Regions from separate parts of the Mus musculus genome. Here region 1 is linked to region 2. The links are chromatin contacts, called in public HiChIP or PLAC-seq maps. All regions are on one chromosome and are shown on one strand. The core of a region is the stretch at or near the end of the contact, and the rest is flanking DNA. Distances in the headings are between cores, read along the strand shown.

The links. HiChIP or PLAC-seq counts read pairs in DNA pulled down with a chosen protein or histone mark.
Region 1: an H3K4me3 HiChIP or PLAC-seq map of bone marrow-derived macrophages shows a contact between it and region 2, with 2.3 times the contacts expected there. The contact joins the enhancer-like site here to the promoter of C1rb in region 2. A contact is called at or near these places in 9 of 39 promoter capture datasets (the 3T3-L1 cell line, the HPC-7 cell line, embryonic stem cells and 3 more), 1 of 15 datasets of contacts at CTCF or cohesin (the NIH/3T3 cell line), 6 of 484 Hi-C or Micro-C datasets (the MC3T3-E1 cell line, Sertoli cells, cerebral cortex and 3 more), 5 of 115 datasets of contacts at active chromatin or transcription factors (bone marrow-derived macrophages, cardiomyocytes, embryonic stem cells and 2 more) and 3 of 9 other capture datasets (adipose tissue, liver and pancreatic islet).

Annotation. Positions count from the first base shown.
Region 1 is chr6:124,667,806-124,673,792 of GRCm38.p6, forward strand. The region is part of intron 1 of Lpcat3 (lysophosphatidylcholine acyltransferase 3); the gene reads left to right. Among named protein-coding and RNA genes, the nearest start is that of Lpcat3, 7.7 kb to the left of the region's middle. Within about 2 kb of position 4,501, at least 53 of the 459 cell types and tissues checked have an H3K27ac peak or open chromatin away from gene starts, as enhancers often do. A contact at or near this core is called in the HPC-7 cell line, adipose tissue, bone marrow-derived macrophages and 2 more, where this site is marked.
Region 2 is chr6:124,567,739-124,573,293 of GRCm38.p6, forward strand. C1rb (complement component 1, r subcomponent B) reads left to right here and starts at 2,692. Exons shown (of 11, transcript NM_001113356.1): 1 at 2,692-2,720; 2 at 3,618-3,843; 3 at 5,475-5,555. The coding sequence starts at 2,719.

The DNA of each region.
Region 1 (5,987 bases), core at 3,251-5,750, 100 kb after region 2:
GGGAGAGACAACTTTGAGACTTGAGGAATGCGGAATTGTTTGAAAGGCGGACTTTGAAAGTACCTTCATCTACAAAGCTGGTGGAAACCAAAGACTCCACCTTGTCTCTTCGAGGTCACTCACTGCCCACATCCGAGTCACCAGTTTCTTTCAGGACAACATCAAATGTGTCTCCAGATCTCCTCCTCTTCATCACCGGCCACCTGTCCCGTTGTCCCACCCACCCCCACCTCTCCTCTCTCTCTCTCTCCCTCTCTCCCCCTCTCTCTCTCTCTCTCTCTCTCTCTCTCTCTCTCTCTCTCTCTCTCTCACACACACACACACACACACACACACACACATGGGCAGCCTCCTGACTGGTCTCTAATTCTCTTCTTACCCCTTCCAGCCTCCTCCCTAAAAGCAGCCTGCGTCTCTCTGCATCTCCTCCCCAGCACCTTTCAGGGGCTTCCGTAATCCCTGGCTGGTGAGCCCTTGTCTGCGGCTCCAGCTTTGTTTCAAACAAGTGCATAGCCTCGAGCCTCATGGCCTTTCTTCCCTTCCTCAGGGAGGCTGGAATCCCTTCCTGCCCCTGAGCCTTTGTGCACACTGACCCAGCAAGTTCTTTGCTCAGTTAGACACTTGACGCGCCAAACCACCTTTTGGGTCTCTCATCAAATTGTTGCTTCCTGTGAGCATTCTTTGCTGACTCCATCTGAAATCATGCCCCTGTCACAGTCCTATGCTGAATGAAGTCTTCTAACCATATATTACGTCTAGTTCATTATGTGTACCCAGAGTTCAGAGCACTTGACTCTGTAAATAATTGTTGATTAAATGAATGTATGAATGAATGATTTGGGAAAACAAAAGTAATTCCCCTTCAGAAAAAGACGAGTGGTGCACGCCTGTAATTCTAACATCAAAACAATCATGAGTTCAAGGCCAGCCTAGACCCTAAACAAAGGACTAGGTATGTAGCTCATTGAGAGAGCAGCAGTCCTAAAACTACACCTGCCTAAGGTGCACATGGTCTTCAGCTCCATCCTCAGCATAGCAGGGTAGACAAGAGAGTGACGGCCAGGACCCAACTCCATCTTCTGCCTAGATAGCCCGACACAGAGATGGAGAAAGAAAGTCTGGTACTGTTGACTGCTGCTTTGTGATCTAGTTTGAGTCTTACTTTAAGTTCCAAGGAAATTTTAAGACCTGAGCTTGCAATTGGGTTTAGGCAGGGCTGGGGGCCTGTGCGTCAGTTGATTTGAGCCTTGGGTTTGAGCTCCAGGGGTGGTCGTCTACACTGTAATCCCAGCACCCAGGAAGTGGAGGAAGAAGATGTAGGCCTCAGCTACTGGGCAAGTCTGAGTCCAGCCTGTGCTGTGTTAAAAGCCAGGTGGAAGGGGGTTACTTATTAGTAACAGAAATAACTACCACTGTTTTCCTGTTTGGTTTTGGTGAGATGGTGTCCTCGGTAGCCTAGGCTGGCCTTGATCCGTCTACCTCTATCTCCCCCCCCCCACCCCACCCCCAGTGATGGGATTACAAGTGAACACCACCACACTGGGCTTTGTAGCTGCTTTCCACTGAACATTGCCCCAAATGGTCCTCAGGCGATTCTCTGAAGCCTGCTAGTATCAATAGATGATTACAGCACTGTTGTAACTTCCCTTGTTGCGTTTCTAACAGCTGGGGACTAGAAAGGCTAAGTTACTTAAGACCTCTGCCCTTATCTACCAGGAGTCTTGAGCTCATGGCCATAGGGGATTGAGTGGAGCCTTATCGAGCTGTAAAATAAAATTCCTTCCATAATCCTTTCTGTCAACTTAGTGGTTAACCAAGGTGTAATCAGCACACGGATACCTCAGTATCCAAAGTCAGAGCTGGCCAAATGGAACAGATGGCCACTCTGCCTACCACAGGGTTCTGTGGGTGTGGTCATGGCCGAAGACTGCTTGCCTGGCTGCTCAAAAATTGCGGTTAGGAGTAAGCATTGGTTTCACTAATGTTAGTGACTTGAAAAATAAAAATCAAAACCAAAAAAAAAAAAAAAAGCCGGGCGTGGTGGTGCACGCCTTTAATCCCAGCACTTGGGAGGCAGAGGCAGGCGGATTTCTGAGTTCAAGGACAGCCAGGGCTATACAGAGAAACCCTGTTTCAAAAAAAAGAAAAAAGAAAAAGAAAAATCAACCAAGCCCGTGGGTCAGCTCCTTATGGACCAGCGTCACAGTCGGCCCTTCAAGGGAAAGGCTGTTCGTTGTCCAGCGCCGTCTTTCTTAGGGTAGCATTGACATCAAAGATAACTAAACGGAACTTAAAATTGAATCACACTAACTAAACAACTGGGGTTTCTGACTATGACCCACACTATAAAATAGGGACGTGTCCTGAATGACTTTCACGGGCCCTTCCAATTGAAAAAGTCTAGGAATATTCTATTATGTCTGTGTTCTTGAACTTTACACTAATTCATAGCCACTGATTTTCCTCAGCATCTGAAGCTTCTGGTCGGAGATGTGTTTGTGATGGCCCAGGGTGACCTTGATCTCCTGATCCTCCAGCCTCCACTTCCCAGGTGTTGGGTGCTGGTGTGTGTGTGCTACCCCAGACCTGGACTAGTTTGATATATGAGCTGATTAGATATTCCCCCGCATCTCAGGCCAGCCTGAAATCCACCTGCAGCCCAGGCTGACATCAGACGCACAGGGATCTGCCCTCAGCCACCTGTCACACCTAGCCTGCCACTTGCCACTTTTTGTTTAGTTTGAAACCAGCCTTGCGCTCTAGGCACTAGGTTATATGCATATCATTTGGAAGGCTTTGAATTGGTTCTTTTCTTGCCTCAGCCTCCAGAGGATCTGGCATCCCAGGCCCCGCAGCACCAAGACCAGTTGAGTAATCTGCTAGCCTTTGAGATTAGGTCTTGTCTTCAGCCCAAGAAGTCTGTGGAGTCACTCTTGCCTCAGCCTCCAGGTGCTGGGATCCAGGCTTCCTCACCACGCCCTGCTGTGATCACCTGTTCAGAGACCAGGTTACACTTGCTGCCCTAGAGCTCAGGACTGTGAAAATCCTTTCATCATTTATTTTGTAGTACTTGATGTCTGCGTGCTCTCAAACTTTTTGAAACATCAGTGTATGCTCAGATCTTTGGCAGAGCAACTCTCTGGGATTCTTTAGGCTTAGTGTCCTCCACTGGCCAGCTAGTGCGCCTTGCCATTCTTTGTTAGTATTTTGCTAAAAGATTATGATCATGTGTTGTCACCATTACCATCACAGGAGCTCCAGATGACAGGGTCAGCCACAGCGCTTCCTCATAGCAGCATGGGACCAGTGCTGCCAACTTCGCTTTTTGTGTCAGCTCGGCATCTTGAGCAGTGTAGCATTTCCTTTTCCTTTGTCTATCTGTCTGTCTGTCTGTCTGTTTTTCTAAGGCAGAGTCTCTGTGTAGTCCAAGCTGGCCTGGAACTCATGTGGCCTATAGGCTTGCCGTGAACTCAGAGCAGTGCCTTGTCGTTCTTCAAATCTCAGATTATTGAGTCGTCACTCAACTCATAACTTAACCGATGTCCCATTTATTAATGCAGTTACAAAACTGACCTGTGGCTATGACAAGAACTAGGTCCCAGCTGCACCTGCCAGGGAAAGGATTTCTGTCGTTTGTTCTCATGCCTAAAGGTTTTAAATTGTGTGGGTGTCTGTGTGTCTGCCTGTCTCTGTGTGTCTCTCTGTGTGCATCTCTCTGTGTGTGGTCTGTCTGTCTGTCTGTGTCTGTTTCCAGCAGCTAAGAAATTAAAGACTAGAATGTTTAAGGCCCAGGAGGAGTTCTCCAGGTGAAGCAGAAGTAGCTTCTTAGAGAACATGAAAGCGTATCTGTTTGCTGTTGTTATGAGACAGGAGTTCATATGTAACCTAGGCTAGCCTGGAACTCACTGTTGTAGCCCAGGATAGCCTCAAAAAAACTCTCTTAGCTTCAGCTGGAATAGCAAGCATAAGACACTACACCTTGTCCTGTCTCTTGTTTATTCAGAAAGTGTCATATGTGTTCTTTCCCTGTTTTCAAAACAAGAAAGGGATGTGGAGAACAAAAGTAGAAAAGCAGTAATTTCTAGGTGAGGGTTTTCTTTGGCTTGAAGTGCACTGTGTGTAATGTCTCATTTCCTCCCCATTCAAATCATAGCTTTGAAGATCTGTCAGAAGAATGCGCTATGGGCACCTTGCATGTACTGTACTATATAAGAATCACGGAAGAGTAAATGCTAATAAAGGCTTTGGGTCCCTGTGACATTGCAGAAGGAGAGGGAAGGCTCGTCAGAGGGGCCTAACTAAGTGCTCAGGTTTTAGTTTGGGCTGAACGTGTGAAGGCTTTTTGGAGACAGGGTCTCACAAAGTAGCCCTGTCTGGCCTGAAGTTCAGAGATCCTTCTGCCTTTAGCTCCAAAATGCTGGAATTAAAGGAAGGCCTGTGTCACCACACCCAGCAAATAAGATTGTCTTATCCTAGGTTCCCGCGGCTCCACCCAGTCCCGAGCTTCTGCTTTCTACTGTAGAGGGACTTAACGAGCTTCTTGCTGTTAACGCCCCTTACACACAAATCATTTAGGAATCAGGTCAGGGATCAGAGGCCCCAACTCCTTGTGGCATCTCTGGCCTCTGGCAAGGAAGAGGCCAAAGTATGTTTTGGCTTTTAGGCAAAAGAGAAACTGCTTCCTTTGGAGGGTGAGGTGTCTTTTGACTGTCTACCAGTTGTTACCTCCTGCTCCTCTCATTCCTTCATCTGTGTGTGCACGCGTATGCGCGTGTGTACTGGCAAGTACCCTCAGGGGTCACGGGGCCCCCTAGAGCTGGAGTTGCAGGTGGTTGTGAGCTTCTGTGTGGATGCTGGGAATTGAAATTGGATCCTCTGCGAGAGCAGCAAAGGATCTCAAGCACTAATCCATATCTTCAGCCCTGACAGGAAAAGGTTGTTTTGTTTTCTTTTTGTTTGATTTTTCAAGATAGGACCTCTCTCTGTAACCCTGTCTCTTCTAAAACTCTGTAGACCAGGCTGGTCTCAAACTCGGAGGGCCACCTGACTCTCTGCTCTAGAGTGTTGTGATTAAAGGTGTGTGCCCATGTGCCACCATATCTGACTTGAAAAATCTTGGCTTGAAAAGTCTAAAGTGGACTATTTAAATGTCTCATTCTAACTGCATGCTAAACTTAAATTAAAAATAAAAAGTCAAAGGGTGCTCGCCTTTAATCCCCACACTTGGGATGCAGAGGCACTCAGATCTCATAAGTTGAAGGCCAGCCAGGACTACACACACACACACACACACACACACATACACACACACACACACACACACCCTGTCTCAAAAAACCAAAATGACTAGACTAGACTAGAATAAAAAGGGTATGCCACATATGGTGGTCCATGCCTTTAATCCCAGCACTTGGGATGCAGAGGAATGCAGAGGTTAGCCCGGTCTTCATCTGAGTTCCAGGACAATGAGAGCTACATAATGAGACCCTATCTCAGAGAGAGAGAGAGAGAGAGAGAGAGAGAGAGAGAGAGAGAGAGAGAGAGACTAGAAAGCTTTTATCAATTAAAGGTGTTTTCATTACCAAATAATCATGTTGTTATGGCATTTTCATAAGAAAACCATAAATGGCAGGGGGAGTGGTGATGTAACACATGCCTTGGGAGTCCGCGGCAGGCAAGATCAACGTGAATTTGAAGCTAGCCTGCTGAGTTCCAGGCCAGCCAGGGCTACACAGTGAGACCCTGTCTCAAAACAAACAAACCCATATGTGGCCCTGTCTGAGCCATAAAATGTATGTAAAGTGGGGTAGTAATTTTGGAAGTAATAAAGACTTTCCTATAAAAATAAAGGATTCCTCCACATGCAGATCTTGGTGTTCTGCTGGCTCTCTGTTGGCACGCTGCTTTGAGACGTGGCAGACCTGTAGCTGTGGAGAATGCATTCTAGCTCCCGAGGTTCTCCCTTTGCTGTCACGGCAGTTCTAAAC
Region 2 (5,555 bases), core at 1,442-3,941:
TCACCTTCCGGGCTCCACCGCTGTACAGACTCCATCCCTGGGAAGGCCTGTTTCTATGAAGATTGTACCACCAGCTCTCACTTTCCTGCTGGCCCTCATCACCCAGGGCATTGCAAACCTGAGAAGATGAACTCTTTAATTTGTAGGGAAGATTTGGAGTGATTTATACTAAAAGACAAAAATAAAACACACGCGTTCAGTGATAATAGAAAATGAATACCATAAAAGAGAGGGGAGAAAAGGAAGTGCGTTAGTGTTGAGATGAACGTGCTGTAAAGTCAAAGGTTAAATTTATCTTTGAAATAACAGCAGCATCCAAGCTAAGCCGTAATACACACTAAAATCCCAGCCACGCGGGAGGCTGAGACAGAAGGATCATAAGTTCAAGGCCAGCTTTGATCTCATTTCAAAGTTAACAAAAAATTAAAACATAGTAGTGGTGCCTTATGCCTTTAGTCCTAGCACTGCGGGAAGTTCAAGGCCAGCCTGGTCTACAAAGTCAGTTCCAGGATAGCCAGGGCTACACAAAGAAACCCTGTCTTAAAAACCAATAAATAAACAAATAAATTAATAAATAGTTGGCAGGATATAAATATGGTTGATTCTACTTTTTAAACCCTATGCACAATTCAAAAGACTATTAAAAGTAGTCTAGGGGTTTGGAGAGATGACTCAGAGGTTAAGAGGTCCCTGGAATGGAAACACACACACACACACACACACACACACACACACACACACACACACACACACACAAATAGCTCACATGTGTCTATAACTCCAGGTCTGGAGTTTCCAACACCCTCTCTGGCCTCCACAGACACTGCGTGCACAGGTGCACACGCATCCACCCAGGCAAACAACTCTGCACATAAACTACAAGTAAATAAATTCTTAAAAAAGTAAATAGGTTTAAAGTAAAAGTATTCTAAAAATGCTAAACAGAAGTTATTTTAGGTGGAGTGATTTTAACTGATTTTTCTCTTATTTTCTACTGACTACATTTTAAGTAATAAGCATATATCATTCTTATTCTTATTGAAATTTTATTTTTTATAAAAAATTACATATTTTTATTGACAAAGCAAAATACATATATTTGTCCATATCTATGTAATTTTTTATCTCTAGATGCAGATTTAAACTTTATTTGGATGCTTAAACAGAGTGGAAGTGGGGCAGGACCTGAGGTGGTAAGGTCCAGGTTTGGCATTTTTTTTGGTCAAGTCACATGACATCAGAACAGAACTCAGAATCCCTAGAAGCAATGTAGATGAGATTTTTCAATTGACTTGCTTTCTTGGACCACACCCTTCCATCTGATCCTTCTGCCGCAGTTATGAACAAGCCACGCACACACACACACACACACACACACACACACACACACCTACTTCTTAGGATACCAACATGCAATTCACTAGGCTAGATTTCCTCTTCCTTCTGTCTTCTGATCTAGTCCATTTCCTATCCCTCATCATTGGTCTTTCCCGACCTTATCTTACCCTGATAAAATCTTGGAAGCCCTCCCCACCCCTCCCTCTCTCCTAGCCACTACCTTCATTCAGGCTTCTGCCCCAGTGCTGGGAAAATCTTCCAAACCTCCGTGCGTTTCACATCTTGTGTGTGCCTGCTCTCCGGCCTCATGCCAAGGTCACTGTCAAGGGGAGACTGCCTCCATCGTTGTGGATCCTTTAAGTTCACAGGCTGACCCCTAATACGAATTATCCCATACGTGGACAAGTCGGGAGAGAAGAGCGAGTAGAGGGAGGAACGTTTCCTCTAATCAGGAACAAGTTACAGGAACTGGCATACCTGCTCTGTAGTCAAAACCTCCACAGAACAAGGTGCCATAAAATTTTTGGTGGACATAGGAGCAAAATTTTTAAACAGGACACAATGTCCTTGTGGACAGCACAGCTGTCTCGGGAACCTGGTTTCCCTTCTAAGAAGAAAGAGTCACTCTCCCTCTGCGGCCACACCCTTTGCTTGAAGCACTAAGTACTTGTATCCCAGAAGACTCAAGCTGACCAGAGGTCCAGGAAAAGATGTTTCTTCCACTCTGCAGCTGCCCTATCTTCAACAAGATCTAAGTTCAAAAGGCGGGAGCTCAAAGCGGAGCCTTGCTTTAGTGTCCAGCGACATTGCACCTTCCCCACACTCATATCCACAGCCATACACCCCGGTGCCCTCCTCAACCCAGTTCTTCTTCACCTCACCCTGTGCATTGAAACCCCAGCCCCTTGGCTTCCAGGTGATTGTGAGAAATGAGCCAATGAGAAAGCAGAGCCTTTAAGTGTCTCCGCAGTCTGCGATGCCTGTGGCGAGGATCCTGGAATAAAGGGCAACAAGCAGCCCCCGGGAAAGTCTCCCAGAAAATGTTAATCCGATTTAGAGACCCCAGAGTCTGTCCCTCCAAACAAAATGTTTCCAGGTCCCTAAAACTTCAGATCCCATCGCCTCAGCCATTCCCCACATTGACCACCAGATGGCGCCATCAAGCAACGAGGATTTCAAGACCAAACCTAAACTGGGAACTCAAGATTTTTTTTTCCTTTATGCAAATGCTTCATTCCCTGAAACATTTCTCCAGGAATGGTCACCCCCTCCACTGCCACAATCCTTCCCTCCCCTGTATGCCTACTCCCTCCTTCAGCTTAGAGTGCCTGAAGACTCTGTCAGGAGAGCTGAGGACCCAAAACAAACTGGCCTTGAGACATGTGAGTAAGACTGATGGGTACCAAGGGAGGAGATAGGAGTTGGGCATAAGTGGCAAACATGCTCCCATATTATGAAGAAGAAGAAGAAGAAGAAGAAGAAGAAGAAGAAGAAGAAGAAGAAGAAGAAGAAGAAGAAGAAGAAGAGGAGGAGGAGGAGGAGGAGGAGGAGGACGAGTAGGAGGAGGAGGAGGAGGAAGAGGAAGAGGAAGAGGAAGAAGAAAAGAAAAGGAAAGAAAATAGAAGGGGAATAAGAACAGGAATACAATACCCTTCTTTCCATACTGCCAGCTCCAGAGCACATACTTCTCAGGGTCACTCCTCAGCCCTTCTCCCAGGGTCCAGACCCTTAGACATGAGCTGAGCTAGCCTCTCCTTTCTTGACACTGGGTTCATAGCAGGGTAACAGTGAGGGGAGGGAACTCTCTGAGAGAGGAGAAAATCCCCCCACGTGTGTTTCTCAGACCCCACATGTGTTTGTCAGACGCCAGAAGGGTTTCCCCGGGGGCGAGGGGCTTCTTGCTGAAGCCTTGGGAAACTTTGCAGAGCCATCACTGGAAAACTTCACTCTCAGATAGCTGGTCCCATGCCAGTCCTACCCCTGGAAGGAAAGGACATGAAAGAGAAGGACAGAGAAGGCAGCTCAGGGGCTATGGGGAGTGCTATAGAACCCAGTGACCCCTGGACTGGGCACTGACCTACGAGGAACTCAGCTGCAGCAGATGCAGAGGCTGCTGATGCCCCCAATCACAGAACCACTATGAAGTCTACAATGGGCATGGGGGAAGAACCAAGCAGTTTAGTCATCCTATTCCTGCCTAAGGCAGTTCAAATAGCAAGGGTGCTACACAACACCCTTGATCCTCCAGCCCCACAAACACTCGCCTCTCTCTTTGACAGGTGGCTCTTTGCCCTCCTGGTGACCCTGTTCTATGGGGTGGAAGGCTCCATCTACCTCCCTCAGAAGCTCTATGGAGAGGTGACCTCCCCTCTGTATCCCAAGCCTTACCCCAGTGACTTGGAGACAACCACTGTGATCACTGTCCCCATGGGGTACAGGGTGAAGCTGGTCTTCTGGCAGTTTGACGTGGAGCCTTCTGAAGGCTGCCTCTATGACTATGTTAAGGTAGGCGTCAGAGTGGGAGGGAGGGGAAACAAAGCTGGAAATTTGTGCTCTGAATACTCTGGACAATATGCCTGCACCCCATCACTGTACAGCTCTGTAGAAATGCTGGTTTTGGGTCGCTGGTGCCATAGAGGGGGTATTCGTGGACTTTTGAGGCCTTCAGTGAGATTCATGAGGAAAAGGGGCAGGCATGGGGGTGTTTGTTCCAGTAGATTTCACTATGTATTGGAGTTAGGACACAGCTAACCATAAGGCCTTGAGAAACAGCCATGCCTCAGTTTCCCTGAATGGTAACCTACTGCATCCAAAACAAGAAGAAAAGAAACATATGAAAGGTGTCACATGTCCTTCAGGGAAGACAAGGACCTTGGTCACCCCTGTATGTACCCTTCAAAGGGTTTCTTTCTTAGCCTCATCTTTCTACATCCAGTAAAAATAAAAGGCAGGATTCAAGCAGAGCCTGTGCTCTTCCTCACACTATGAGGCTCAGGCAACAGCCAGGAGGCTAAGAAAATAACATGAAAACCCGCACACTTCCCCAACAAGGGGGACTCAACAAGTCTGCAGCGTTGAGGGAGGGGTGCGTCCCACGGCAGAGCTAGCAAGGAGAACGTCTTCTGCTTTCGACAAAGTAAGGAATCTGTGAGACAAAGCAGGGAAGACACTAGGTGATGCTGGCCGGTGCGGAGACCTCTGGGTACCATTTGTACTATCATGTTCAGCTGGGTCTATCAGGAGGCTGAGTTGAGTGTGGCTTTTCAAACAAATAAGTAGAAAGCACAACAAAATAAATAAAAATGTGGGCATAGTAGGGCAGTCCTGTGAACCCAGTTATTAGGGAGACTTAGACCATTCTGGACTGGCCTGGGCAAGCACGGGCTATATAATAAAGCACATTATCGGAAACAAGAAAGAGATGACATACCAGGCACACAATGACAGGTGACAGGTTAGCCAACAGTTGGGAAGATGGTAGAAGAATAACAGGCTCAATCCCAGTCCAGAGCTGGCAAGATGGCTCAGTGGATAAAGGCCCTTGTCTCTAAGCCTGACAACCCTGAGTTCAATCCCAAGGATGCCCATGATGGAGGGAAAACCTGACTCCTGCAAGTCATCCTCTGGGCTGACATGTATGCTCCTGTAACATGCCCCTGTAACATGCCCCTGTAACATGCCCCTGTAACATGCTCCTGTAACATGCTCCTGTAACATGGCCCTGTACCATGCCCCTGTAACCTACCCCTGTAACATGCCCCTGTAACATGCCCCTGTAACATGCTCCTGTAACATGCCCCTGTAACATGCCCCTGTAACATGCCCCTGTAACATGCCCCTGTAACATGCCCCTGTAACATGCCCCTGTAACATGCCCCTCGACACAGACAGAGACAGAGGCCTTAATTAATGCCATCAAGGCAAGCCTAGGCTACATTGTGATATCCTAACTTAAGAAAACAAACTTAATGAAAGACAGAGATGGACCCATAAGCATCACTTGAGGGTGTGCACAGCAGCCAGATCTGACAGATAGTAACATTAGATCAGGATTCAATCCAAGGAGGGTCTCTCTGGCTGCCACACGGGACCAGACTCCTTAGCAGGGCTTCTCTCCATTGTCCTCCCTCCAACAGATTTCTGCTGATAAGCAAACACTGGGGAGGTTCTGTGGGCAGCTGGATTCTCCCCTGGGCAACCCCCCAGGAAGCAAGGAA